Linked DNA regions of Sus scrofa: region 2 is linked to region 1. Evidence: chromatin contacts called from public HiChIP or PLAC-seq data. All regions are on one chromosome and are shown on one strand. Each heading gives the region's core, a stretch centred on a gene start, on an enhancer-like site or on the middle of the called end of the contact. The rest is flanking DNA. Distances are from core to core; before and after follow the strand shown. Region 1 has its middle 28 kb from the start of ZSWIM2. Region 2 has its middle 53 kb from the start of CALCRL.

The links. HiChIP or PLAC-seq counts read pairs in DNA pulled down with a chosen protein or histone mark.
Region 2: a contact with region 1 is called in an H3K27ac HiChIP or PLAC-seq map of alveolar macrophages. The contact joins two enhancer-like sites. A contact is called at or near these places in 2 of 2 datasets of contacts at active chromatin or transcription factors (alveolar macrophages and skeletal muscle).

Annotation. Positions count from the first base shown.
Region 1 is chr15:91,889,665-91,896,066 of Sscrofa11.1, reverse strand. No RefSeq gene overlaps it. Among named protein-coding and RNA genes, the nearest start is that of ZSWIM2, 28 kb to the right of the region's middle. Within about 2 kb of position 2,571, at least 10 of the 83 cell types and tissues checked have an H3K27ac peak or open chromatin away from gene starts, as enhancers often do. A contact at or near this core is called in alveolar macrophages, where this site is marked.
Region 2 is chr15:92,223,742-92,229,540 of Sscrofa11.1, reverse strand. No RefSeq gene overlaps it. Among named protein-coding and RNA genes, the nearest start is that of CALCRL, 53 kb to the left of the region's middle. Within about 2 kb of position 3,755, at least 4 of the 83 cell types and tissues checked have an H3K27ac peak or open chromatin away from gene starts, as enhancers often do. A contact at or near this core is called in alveolar macrophages, where this site is marked.

The DNA.
Region 1 (6,402 bases), core at 1,322-3,821:
TTCTGGAACCAATTATTCTAATATTTTGCTAATGGGGTCCTATACATCATGTAGGCTCTAGAATTTTTTTTATCATTTTATATTCCTACCATTTAGCTTACTTATTCCATCTTCCATTTTCTGTACTCTGATACAGATGCTCCCTATTGAATTTTTCATTTCATTCATTTATCTCTTTAGCTCCAGAATTTCTGCTTGGTTTATTATCTCTATCTCTTTGGTAAATATCTCATTTTTTTCATGTATATTTCACCTGATTTCATTGAATTGTCCTTCTGAGTTTTCCTATAGCTCACTTAGCTTCTTCAGACTGCTATTTTGAATTCTTAATCAGCTAGATCTCAAAATTCCATGCCTTTGTGTTCAGTTAATGGAGAATTACCTTTTTTTGTGATGATATACTTCCTTGATTTTTTCATGTTCCTTATAGTTTTGCATTTGAAGCATCAGACACCTCTTTAAATATTTACTAATTGCCTTCAGACCATTCATTGGTACTGTTACAGCTGAGGTTTTCTCTGCCTCCTGGGCTTTCCAGAAGGTGAATTATATATAGCTCCTGTTCACAGTTTCTTCCTTACCCCAAGATCCTGTGCTTTTTTTTCTAATAGCATTCCACTTATTAGACTGCTTTTGCCACTGCACTCAGGAGCATGCCCAAGAAGCCACAGAGCAGCTGAAGTCCTGACACAGTCAGCAGACACCTTGTCCCTTTAGTGCTTTTTGTATATTCTTATCTGCCTCTTTCCCTATATCTTCTCTCCCTCCAGTCACATAGGTCCTACCTCAGTACTGGGTGCTTCTGGTTTCTGGGCTATACAGCTTCCTGGTGCTCTCACCAGACCCCCTGGTCACAAGGAACCAGGAGGCACTCTCTAGAGCAGGTGAGGCTATGACTCAGCTCCTACCCTGGGCATAATCAAGTCAGGCCTGGCAAAACTCCTCTTTTGAGAATCAAAATCAGGTAGATCTGCACCCTTCCAAATTCCCTTGTCAGAATGTAACATTCTGCAGATGAGCAAAGCCACTAGTCGGGATTACTGCTTGGACACTGCAGATATGAACTCAGTCTGCCAAGATTTGTGTGCTGGTAATGGTATACCCCTCCCCGCTTCTCCATCACAGTCCAATTCCCAGTAGTTGATACCTTGCAGATTCCACTACAATCCCTATGGTGTAAGATGAGAGTATGTGTTCCAACAAAAAGACCCACAATACTGGGGGGAGGTGGCTAGTTGTTGCCCAGGGTTCTCTTTTCCCCCTGGAGGAACAGAGGCTCAGAGAGACCGTTCCTTTCCTTGTGGTGCTGTGCTGGCCTAGAGAAGGAGAATGTCATCAACTTGTAGCTGCTTCCCTTACCCTCTACTGAGGTCTCTCTTGGTCTCTGTGGTGCAGGGAAGGTGTTTCAGCCTCACCCCTGGGTTCTGAGATTCTCATGGTGTCTTGTTCTTGAATAGTTTGTTGGTTGTTCCTTTAGTGAGGGGAGCAAAATCAGAAACAAGCTATGTTGTCATCTCGGTGAAGTCATTCTCATAAAGCTTGGCTTATAGTTCTAAAATTAGAGTTCTATTGGATTAAATCATATCTACTACAGTAGTTTCATAAGTGTCATTAATATTCCTGTAACTTTTTTAAAATTCTTGTTGCTGCATTCTATTCTTCCTGGCAAAAAGACCTTAGATATTCAATACAATATTGCACATGACATTTTTAACCTAATTATAAAGTCTCTTCTTTAACTGGGAGGGGGCTGGAGGATGTGGGGAAGATGAAGGTGGAGGCAGCTAGTAAACTTAGCAATCATAAAATATAACCTCTCTGGTTCCATGAGGCCACAGAATAATATTCCTAGGGACCATGATAACTACTCTCTAACACATTATTCTTTGAACTTGCAAGATTAACTTTGTTCCAGGGATCAAATCCTTCTTTACATGTGCTAAAACATCTGCTCCATAATTCAAAGAAAATCAGTGGCAAGTATAATTAGGAGTGTTTCAAAATGTATTTTTAATCAAGGAATATGAAGGATTATTTTTTCAATTTCAATAGTCAATACTCTAATATAGCTTCTGTAAAACTTTAAATTTAAAAATTAATATTGTGGAAATGTAGACTTTAAGTTTGATATTCTTTGATACAAAATTACTGGCATATAACATTTGTTGTTAGGTTTCTAAAAGCAAGTGAAACATCTTCAAAATGTCTGATAACTACAAACTACATATGTATGAAACCAAGAAAAGGCAAACCCTATTTTCACATTTACATCTTGTTATCAACTTACCTCAAGGGATTACTTTTGAAGTTTTCAGTATGGGGGCGGGGTAAGAAATAGTGTATCACCAACCAGGCTCCATCAGATCTAAGAGCTCTGAGTATAAGCACTCCACCCACACACAGCTGCATGGCCCAATTTAAGCATGTGATTTTGAGAGGGAAATGTTGGAAAAAAACAGAGTCAGAGGTTGCACAATTCAGGAGATTTTTGCCAAAGTGCTCCCCAGCTTGCCTGAGACACACTGAATCTGGCCCTCAGACATGCTGAAAGGGCTTTCCTTGATCTCCACAAAGCCAGAAGCAAGGCCACTGTAGCAGCCAACTGATTCTCCTGGGTCAGTTAGACCCAAGTTCAACTGCCTCGTAACATCTGGGCTAGAGCAAAGAAAGATTCTTCTCTTTGTTGTTGGGTCCAACATCAGCACAGCACAAAACTAGCTAAGTAATATTCTGTCTGTATTTTGATATTTTCATGGATGATTGTCCTAAATAAAAATAGGGCAGAGTTTGTTTTTTAATCAAGATGTGGTAGTAGGCTTCCCTTTTCTTTATATTATGGTTTTTCAAGAAAAATTCCTCGGAATAATACATTAAATATACTCACTCGATGGTAAACTAGTCAGAAAAAAATAGCCATAAATAAGAAAAATGAAATTCTTTAATGGTAAAAAGAAAAAAGCTGGTAATATCAATAGAAAGTTAGAGTTAGATGTAGAATTATTAAAAACATCATTACTCCTGTGAAGATAAGAATGACTCTTTATTCCATGTTACACTCTCTATGGCAGAAGATCCACAATAGCTTCAATATGTTTGATTTTTTAAAAATCTTGTTGTCAAATTCTCTCCTGTAAACCAGAGAGTAGATGTAGGGGAGACAAAAGGAAGGAAGGAAGGAAGAAGGGGGAGGGAGGGAGAGAGGAAGGAAGGAAGGAAAGAAAAGGAAGAAAGAAGGTATAAAGCAATAATAAAATGTCATTTTTTTAGTATCAGTGGGCATACAGTAATGTTCCGGGGATGATGACAAGCACTTTGATAAAGTATGGTGTGTTCAGGGCCTTTTTTTTTTTTTTTTTTTAAGGGCTGCACCTATGGCATATGGAAATTCCCAGGCTAGGGGTGGAATCAGAGCTATTGCTGCCAGCCTATGCCAGAGCCACAGCAATGCCAGATTTGAGCCATGTCTGCAACCTACACCACAGCTCATGACAATGCTGGATCCTCAACCCACTGAGCGAGGCCAGGGATCAAACCTGCATCCCCATGGATCCTAGTCGGGTTTGTTAACCACTGAGCCATGATGGGAATTCCCTATTTAGGGTTTTTGTGTTTGGTTCTTCATAAGCAATAGAGAAGACAATCAATGTATGATTATTAGAACTTTCCTGGGCTCCTAAGACCAAAAATGCACAACCCACATATTTTTTTCCAGCACAAATAGCAATATAGATATCACACAGCCCTAGTGTGCTTTATAACACAAAAATGCACTTTAAGACACTGTTTTTACAGTACTTTTATTTATTAACTCTAGTATTATCTTAAACATGTGTTGTCTCTGTCCTCATTTTGGCAGGGAACCAACATTATTCTGCTCTGATGCCTGGATGATAGATTTTTTTTTCTTTTTTTTTTTTTTTTTCTTGCCGCCCTGTGGTATAGGGAGTTCATGGGCCATGGATCAGATCCCAGCTGCAGTTTCAACCTACACCACAGCTGAATGCCAGGTCCTTAACTCATGGTGCCAGGCTGGGGAACTAACCTAAATCCCAGCGACACAGAGATGATGCTGATCCCATTGCACCACAGTGGGAACTCATGGATGAGAACTATTTTAAGCCTCTTCAGCAGTCTACAGCCTCTGCCTGCTTGAGTCTAAACTGGAAATGGTTCCTATATTTGTATAGAACCATGGCACTTCCTATGTAACACAATTAACTATTCCCTGTAAATAGTTAAGTTGGTATTTTAACATTTAATTAGCCTATGCTAAGAGCACGTTATCCACTAAATCCATCCACATGACATGATCCTTCCTGATCATGGCCATAGGAAGACACACACATTTATCACACTGGTAGATATCTCTAGAATATATCCACCATGATTCAGGTAACTCTTTAAAAACAGATGCCATACCCCAATTAAAATATACAAATAGGAGTTCCCGTCATGGCACAACAGAAACTAATCTGACTGGGAACCACAAGGTTGCAAGTTCAACCCCTGGCCTCACTCAGTGGGTTGAAATGCCATGAGCTGTGGTGTAGGTCGCAGACGCAGCTCGGATCTGGCATTTCTGTGGCTCTGGCATAGGCCGGTGGCTACAGCTCCAATTGGACCCCTAGCTGGGAAACTCCATATACTGCGAGTGTGGCTCTAAAAAAAATAGACAAAAAAATATATACATACAAATAAAAATCCCTGAATGAAATGAGTCCTTTAGCTTACAAAAGGCACAAATTACTTATGACAGAAGTTTAGCCACAAAATGGAAATCCCCTTTTCTTTTGAAATAAGAGAATACAATTGGAATTTTTATCACACAATCCAGAAGGAAACAATTTTCAAATTATTAAGAAATTTTTAATTGTATGTTTTGAGAAATTGTGTTATTTCCTGACATAATTTTTTAATTTAACTCTTATTTTCCAATTTTTTTTTAAATGGGGGTCATCATTCCAAAGTTAAGAAGATAAAATGGCTGCTTTTTGTAGAGTTTTTAATGTTTAAAGATTTCTAAGTACTTCATGCTGAAGTCTGATCGCATATCTCCCACTCTGTCTCATAATATTATTAGCATAATATTCTCTTAGCACAGTTTTACCAGCTTTTAACCTGCCTCACACTTTTCCTGTATTTGTGCTCTGTTTAACACAAGCAAGTCTGAAGTTTCCTGTGTGATGGTGATAACATATGCCTGGCTTTGTTGTTGGCTGCTAGAGTGAAAGGGAAGACAATGCCCTTTAACCTGTGTAAAGTAGAATAAAGCTTATCAGATCCTCCCCAGATATCATTAAAGGAAATGGGCTATGAAGGTTGCCTCTGTTAGGAAACATATATTTTAGAAAACTGTCACCACTAATCTTCTTTGTTTTGGCACTAGAAAATTACTTCTACAAATTTCAGTCCTTCCAGACAACGAAACCATACCATGATAAACTTAAGAAAGTAACAAGAAAAGCATAACAGGCAATAAATTATCCTCTTGTAATCATTATGGCAAATGTTCTTTACCAAAGGAATTAACACACAATGATTATTGGAAATTGAATCTAAAATACATTGAGGTAAGAACTAAAAGTTTTGTGAACTTGTTTATAAATACAAATATATAATTTTACTTATATTTAAGTTACAGTTGGTTTATTCCTAACCAAGTTTATTCATTCTCTCAGGATGTTCTGTTAAGCAGAATACTGATCATTTCACATTCAAATCTCCTTGTGCCCCACCTCTATTTCCATTTTCACATACACAAGAAAACTTTTAATCCTAAACAAATTCAATAAGTTGCAGGATACAAAATCAACATACACAAATCTATTGTTTCTATATACTAACAATAAGCAATCTGAAAGGTAATTAAGGAAATAATTCTATTTACAATAGTATCAAAACGTAAAATACTTGGAGTTCCCACTGTGGCACAGCAGGTTAAGGATTTGGCATTTTCTCTGTAGTGACAGGGGTTCAATCCCTGGCCTGGTGCAGTGGGTTAAGGATCTGGTATTGCCACAGCTGTGGCATAGGTTGCAGTTGCAGCTCAGATTCAGTCTCTGGCCTAAGAACTTCCATATGCCACAGGTACAGCTAAAAAAGAAAAAAAATAAAATAAAATATTTAAGAGTAATCTTAATCAAGGAGAAGAAACACATATACTTAAAACTGCAAAGCATTGCTGAAATAAAGAAGATACAAATAAATTTTAAAAAGATCCCATCTTCATGGATTAAAGACATACATTGTTAAACTATCCATACATCCCAGGTTATCTATAGAATCAATGTAATATCCAGCAAAATCCCAATGGTGCTTTTACAGAAATAGAAAAAAAAAAAACCAGTCCTCAAATTCATATAGAACCACAAAGGACCCCAAATAACCAGAATAATCTTGAGA
Region 2 (5,799 bases), core at 2,506-5,005, 330 kb before region 1:
ATTCCATCATTGTCATAAATTTTCTGGAAACACATTTGTATATTCAATTCACACTTCTTACTGTTTATTACATGTCTTAGACTGCTCAATTTCCATAACAAAAATACTATAGACCAGGTGGTTTAATCAACAGAAATTTATTTCTCACAGTTCTGGAGGATGGAAAGTCCAACTTCAAGGTGCCACAAAGGTGCCAAGATTGAGATATCATTCTGAGGCCTCTTCTCTGAACCTGTAGGCAGCTGCCATCTGATGTGTGCAAATACGATCTCTTCTTTGGGCATGTGAAGAAAATGAGTTACCTGGTTTTTCTCTCTCTCTCTTCTTATAAGGACACTAATCCTATATTTTTAGTGCCCAAACTTTATGATCTCATTTAACCTTAATTACTTCCTTAGATACTCCATCTCCAAATATAGCCACTCCAGAGTTAAGGGTTCAACATATGAATTTGGGAGGGACACAAACATTCAATACATAACACTCCATTATTTCATTAGAAGTTCTCTGTGTACAACCCATTAACTCACAATAAAGCGAGCAAAACATAACTAAAATTAGCATTGCTTCTGTAAATCAGACAGTGCTCCCTTTGAAGTGAGTTCTGCAAAAATTGTCATTGCTTTTTCCAGACAGTTGCAGTTGGCTATCTTCTTCATCTTTTTCAGAGGACACCCAGTTTCCTCACAAACTTCAAAATTCTCTTTCTTTTAAGGTTCATTTTGGTTACTTTCACCTTTTACTTCTTTGTGTTCGTGTAACAAATGAAGCTAGAGTCATTTTTCTCCTTTGTATTTATTCTGTGTCCAGGAAGTCTACCCAATTGTATCGGTCTTATTTTTACTGTTACTTAATCATACAAAGTGTGTATAAGAATCTTCTTCATCTGTGCAACTAAACAAAGAACTCCTTCTACAAAAAAACAAAACAAAACAAAACATATTTTATTCAGGTCTACACATCCAGGAGAGTTTTCCAGACTGCAGCTTACACTCCACTGTTTGCTCCATAAATTTAAGGTAATCATGTATATAGTTGTTTCCTTGAGACTAGTTTTGTTGCTTGTCCTGGCATCAATTACAGCTTAGAATTTGCAGTACTGGCCTCAGATCCATGAACAAGGAGAAATGTTCTCCCAGCACCTTGGAAGCTATTAACTCTGGCTTTACCCTAGCTTGATCTCTTTCACTGTTACCAGTTATCTGAGTCAAAAACAAAACAAAACAAAACAAAGTATGTCCACTTAAATCTTAACCCTTGCCTTCTAACTATTATTCTGAGAACCCTGGGACACTAGAGCTTTCAGTCCAAATAGCTTATGCTCATATCCAGGAACTTTATGATTTGGGCTGGATTGTTCTCTCTGATGATGGACCTCTCCTTGTCTGTGCTCATTCCCAGTCTCAATGAATGGCCATGAGATGGGTATTTACACTGAGAAGTGAACAGAACTGAGGCTAAAATCTGCACTTACATCCACAGGAGAGGCTCCATCACTTCAGAGGGGAACTAGAGATGGATAGAAGAGAGTTTTCTGGAGGCCAGGGGCTAGTTCACACCATATTGGCATGTTACTGCACAAAATTCCAAGGATCCTGAGAATTCAGAGACATCTGAATTTGAAACATCTTCTTGGGTGTTTTGAATATTTATGTGTAAAGATAGATATAAAAAGTTACTTAAACATGTTGTGCCTTCCTTTATGTACTTGGAATATGTGAAATATACGGGCTTTAATTTGTAACCTTGCCTCAGGCTCCACAGATACTAGGAAAGAGCCTGAGCTATTTTCCTAGAATAAACATTTCTTAGTTTGGATAATGAATTATATGTTCCCTTAATAACTTCTCTAAACCTTCCCTGACCCCATTTGGAAAGCACATATTAAACAGTTAAACCTTTCTTTTCCTTTTCTTCTTTATCCACAGATATAGTTCATTCTTTTATTATGCACGCTAAACCCCAAATTTACCCATTAAGTCAGTCATAACTCAATAATTCTTGGCAATAACAACAAAAACAGCTAGTTTTATTTATGTTATTCTAATAACCCTTAGCAATCACATATTATACTGCACAGTTCTATGAGGTATGGGCCACCTCTGAAAGTAACAAATAATCTTTGACTTGCTAAGTGGAATTGCAACAGAGTTCCTCCAAAAGTTATGTTTCTTCCACTGATATACTTTCAAACCCAGATTCACTACTGTTCTAAAGATCATTGAAAATTCTGCATTTCCTGGCATTAACTTCTACTGCATTCCTGGAGAGTGCTTTAAACATCAGAGTTTGGGGGGACAGTTGTTCTTTCTCTGGAGACACTGGTTCTCATGAAGAAGCCCCTCCCTTAAAAGATCCTCCCACTACCTCCTGCACAGAAACTGCAAGTTTTCCTCCTCTCTGCTTTTGTTCATCCTCCAAATGTAGATATTTTGTATGTTAAATATGAATTTTAAAAATTATACACGTGAACTTATTTACTCATAGGCTTATAGACTTTGAAAACAGATGTATGGTTACCAAAGGGGAAGCAAGGGGAGGGATGGATCAGGGTTTGGGAATGGCAAAGACACCTTTATGTATGGAATGGATGATCAACAGGGACCTGCTGTATAGCACAGGGAAATCTATACAATGTTATGTGATAATCTATATGGGAATGGATAGCTGTATATGTACGGCTGAATCACTTTGCTATATAATAGAAATTAACACATTGTAAATCAACTATACTTCAATAAAATTTAATTAAAAATAGAAACTAATGGAAAATACTACTTTCCCTTCCCTTTCACCTATTAAAAAATACTCAATTTGTCTACATGAGACAGATTTACCCTACCTTTCATCTTAAATTTTCCTCCTGCAGCTACCTACAGACCCCTAGCTAAAGAGAAAACTTAGCATTCTGCATGACCAACATACTTTGATTCCTGCTACTGCTGATCCTTTGCAGATATTTACACCCCACTAAGATGCTTACGAGCACTGTAGTCCCTTTATTGTGTGCTCTCACCACCAGCCCTTGGCTTCCTGAATAGCTGTAACATCTACAGAGACTTCCTTTTCCTCTACCCACCTGCCCAATCGGGTGTGTTATCTTATTTCCTGTATTACACTGCTTCCTCTATATTGTAAGAGCTTGGCACAGAGTAGGCACTCAAAAAATATTTCTCTTCCCTGGTCTATTAAAAAATATAGTTGAATCAATAAGGCAGAGGCAATCCTCAATTGATTAATAAAACTGAGTTTTGAAAACATGTCAATATCATACTGTTTCCAAAATATAAAATTAAAGCTAGAAAAGTGTCAGTATTTGATACTGGAACAGTATAACTGTTCATAACAGAAAGAGAAAAGATAGAAGAAAATATTTATAAGAAAGCCCTCCATGAAACCTTTTACTGTCATTTGATAATCAAGCTTTAGGGTAAGAATCTGTCAAATAAAAGGAGCTGAAAGGCAAAGACATGGGTTTAAAATAATGGCTTCCAAAATGAGAAACTGGTAAAAATTCCTTTGTACAATGTCTCATAAACAAAATAGGAACTTTTTTTTTTTTTTTCTAGCAGACTATTGTCTCTTCTGTCTCATGATGAAAGTCGATTCTTCCTTTTATACTCTGATTATTTCCTGTTTGAGTAGTCTTTCATCAGTGGCTGAAATAGAATTCTTTTTGTTCTTTTCATTCAACTGATATGGCCACACAGCTCTCTCAAATCGTGGCAGCCCAGGTCTCATTGGCTCCCTGCCTCACTCCAGCCATAACCAGCAAGGTCAGAACACAGAACCAGAAATATGGAACTGAATGAGAGTCACTGCCCTGAACTCCATGACCTTGACTTGTTTACGTGATCTCTGAACATCCATTTCCTCAAAGGGAGCTAGCTAGCAATGACAATGTGAAAAGTTGAAAACTTGCTCTAAGAGGTTCTAAGGGGGTATCAATGAATGCATAAAGTGACAATTAAAGATTTACAAAGCATGTGGGAAGGAATTTAAAACTATAATGAAAACGAAGGTCTTGTATGATTAAGCAGGAAAATATGTAGCACTGCTGGTAATTTCCAGTAAACTATTAAATCAGCTGTGCTTTCACTGTCACAGGTGTTAGGCCACAAGGTGCTCTGGGGGAGAACAATTTATTCTATGGCTTCTAGAACACATTTGATTCACATCCTGTCTCCTATGTTGTTTATAATGTATTATATTTATCAGATCATAAGATAAGCATACTTTAGATGAGCTAAAAATCACCCATCTTACAAGGGTGCTTCTCTCCTGAGGGTTTATAGATAGAATTCAGGGGATACATGAATTTATATGCACAAAAAAACTCATATTTTTATTTTCATTAACTGCTGGCTGAAATTCAATATCTCCTTCAATTATGAACGTAGGCATAAAGCACAACAGCATTAGTAATACCTGTGACTCTCACCAATACAAATCACAGATACAGTCATATCATGTAATTGTTACAGATATCTGGAAATAACTTTTTGATCACCAATATTTTAAACTATGATAGTAATTAGACTTGCCCTTGGACTTGTTAGTTAAATATATAAAGAAGCACATGTATTATTGTATCACAAATTTGTTTTTAATATTTGGATAATTAAATTTCAATATAACCTATTTCTCTGACAACCTATATATTTTACTTTGGGTATTTAAAAATATTATGCTGACAAAAGGTTGATAGGCTTTACCATACTGTCAAGGGGTTCAAAGATACATAAATTAGTGACAAGCAATAGTTTAGAAGAGGGGTAGTTCTTAAAATTGAACATGTATCAGAATCCTCAGAGAGCTTATTAGAATACCAATTAACCCCATCCCCAGAGTTTCTGATTCAGTCAGTCTGGGGGTACCCAAGAAGCTTCATTTTGAATATATTCCCAGGCAATGCTGATTCAACTAGTTGAAAGACTTCGTTTTTAAATGAGTGCAACAGCATTGCTTTGAAGAACTAACAGGCAGCTCTTAAAATCAAAACCTAGAATTATTTTAAAATATTATAGGAATGTTGGCAACTAATAGTTCAGAAGAACCTGAAGATCCAACATATTAAAAGAAATTCTCAAATGATTTTCTTGCTATCAGAGCACAGCAACTCTATGGTATGATTTAAATCTTAAACAGCTGGTTTCCTAACAATAATAATACATCAGTAGAAAACATCAACACCATTATCAAAGATAAAACATTTTTACTTTGATTAAGAAAAGAAATCTAAAAGTCAGGATGCATTTTCAAATCCATATCCTTCAAAATTCAGTGTCTCTAAGCATATCATGCATGTGAAGTCTCACCTCTGAGTGATGAATGATCCATTGTAACAATAGAGAACTCATTCTATTCCTCATTCCTACTCAGATCACTTTTCAGAAACCTGTCCAAGACAGGAAATTTTTAAATCAAATTGCATATCTTGATATAAACTGATGAATAGTGAAGGGATCTTTGTATTTATAATTCATTTAAATCCTGAAGGTTGATTTTGCCTTCATAATTCAGTTAGTCCTATTCCAAATTAGATTAACTGCCTCTGGAGTCTTTAATTTCCTCTTGAGCATGTCTCTTTCATCTCAGCCAAAGGTATTTTCAAGATTGTATGGTGATAAACTCTTGTTTTACAGTCTCTCTTCATTGTGACTGTAGATTTTTCATTAACATTAGCTCTTGAGTTGTATTTGTGAGTGTTAATGGATTAGACTATACATTTAGCAATTCTCCCTAGAAGAAGGAAGAGACAGATGCATAGGGAAGAGCTGAAATGAAAAAAGATAGTGT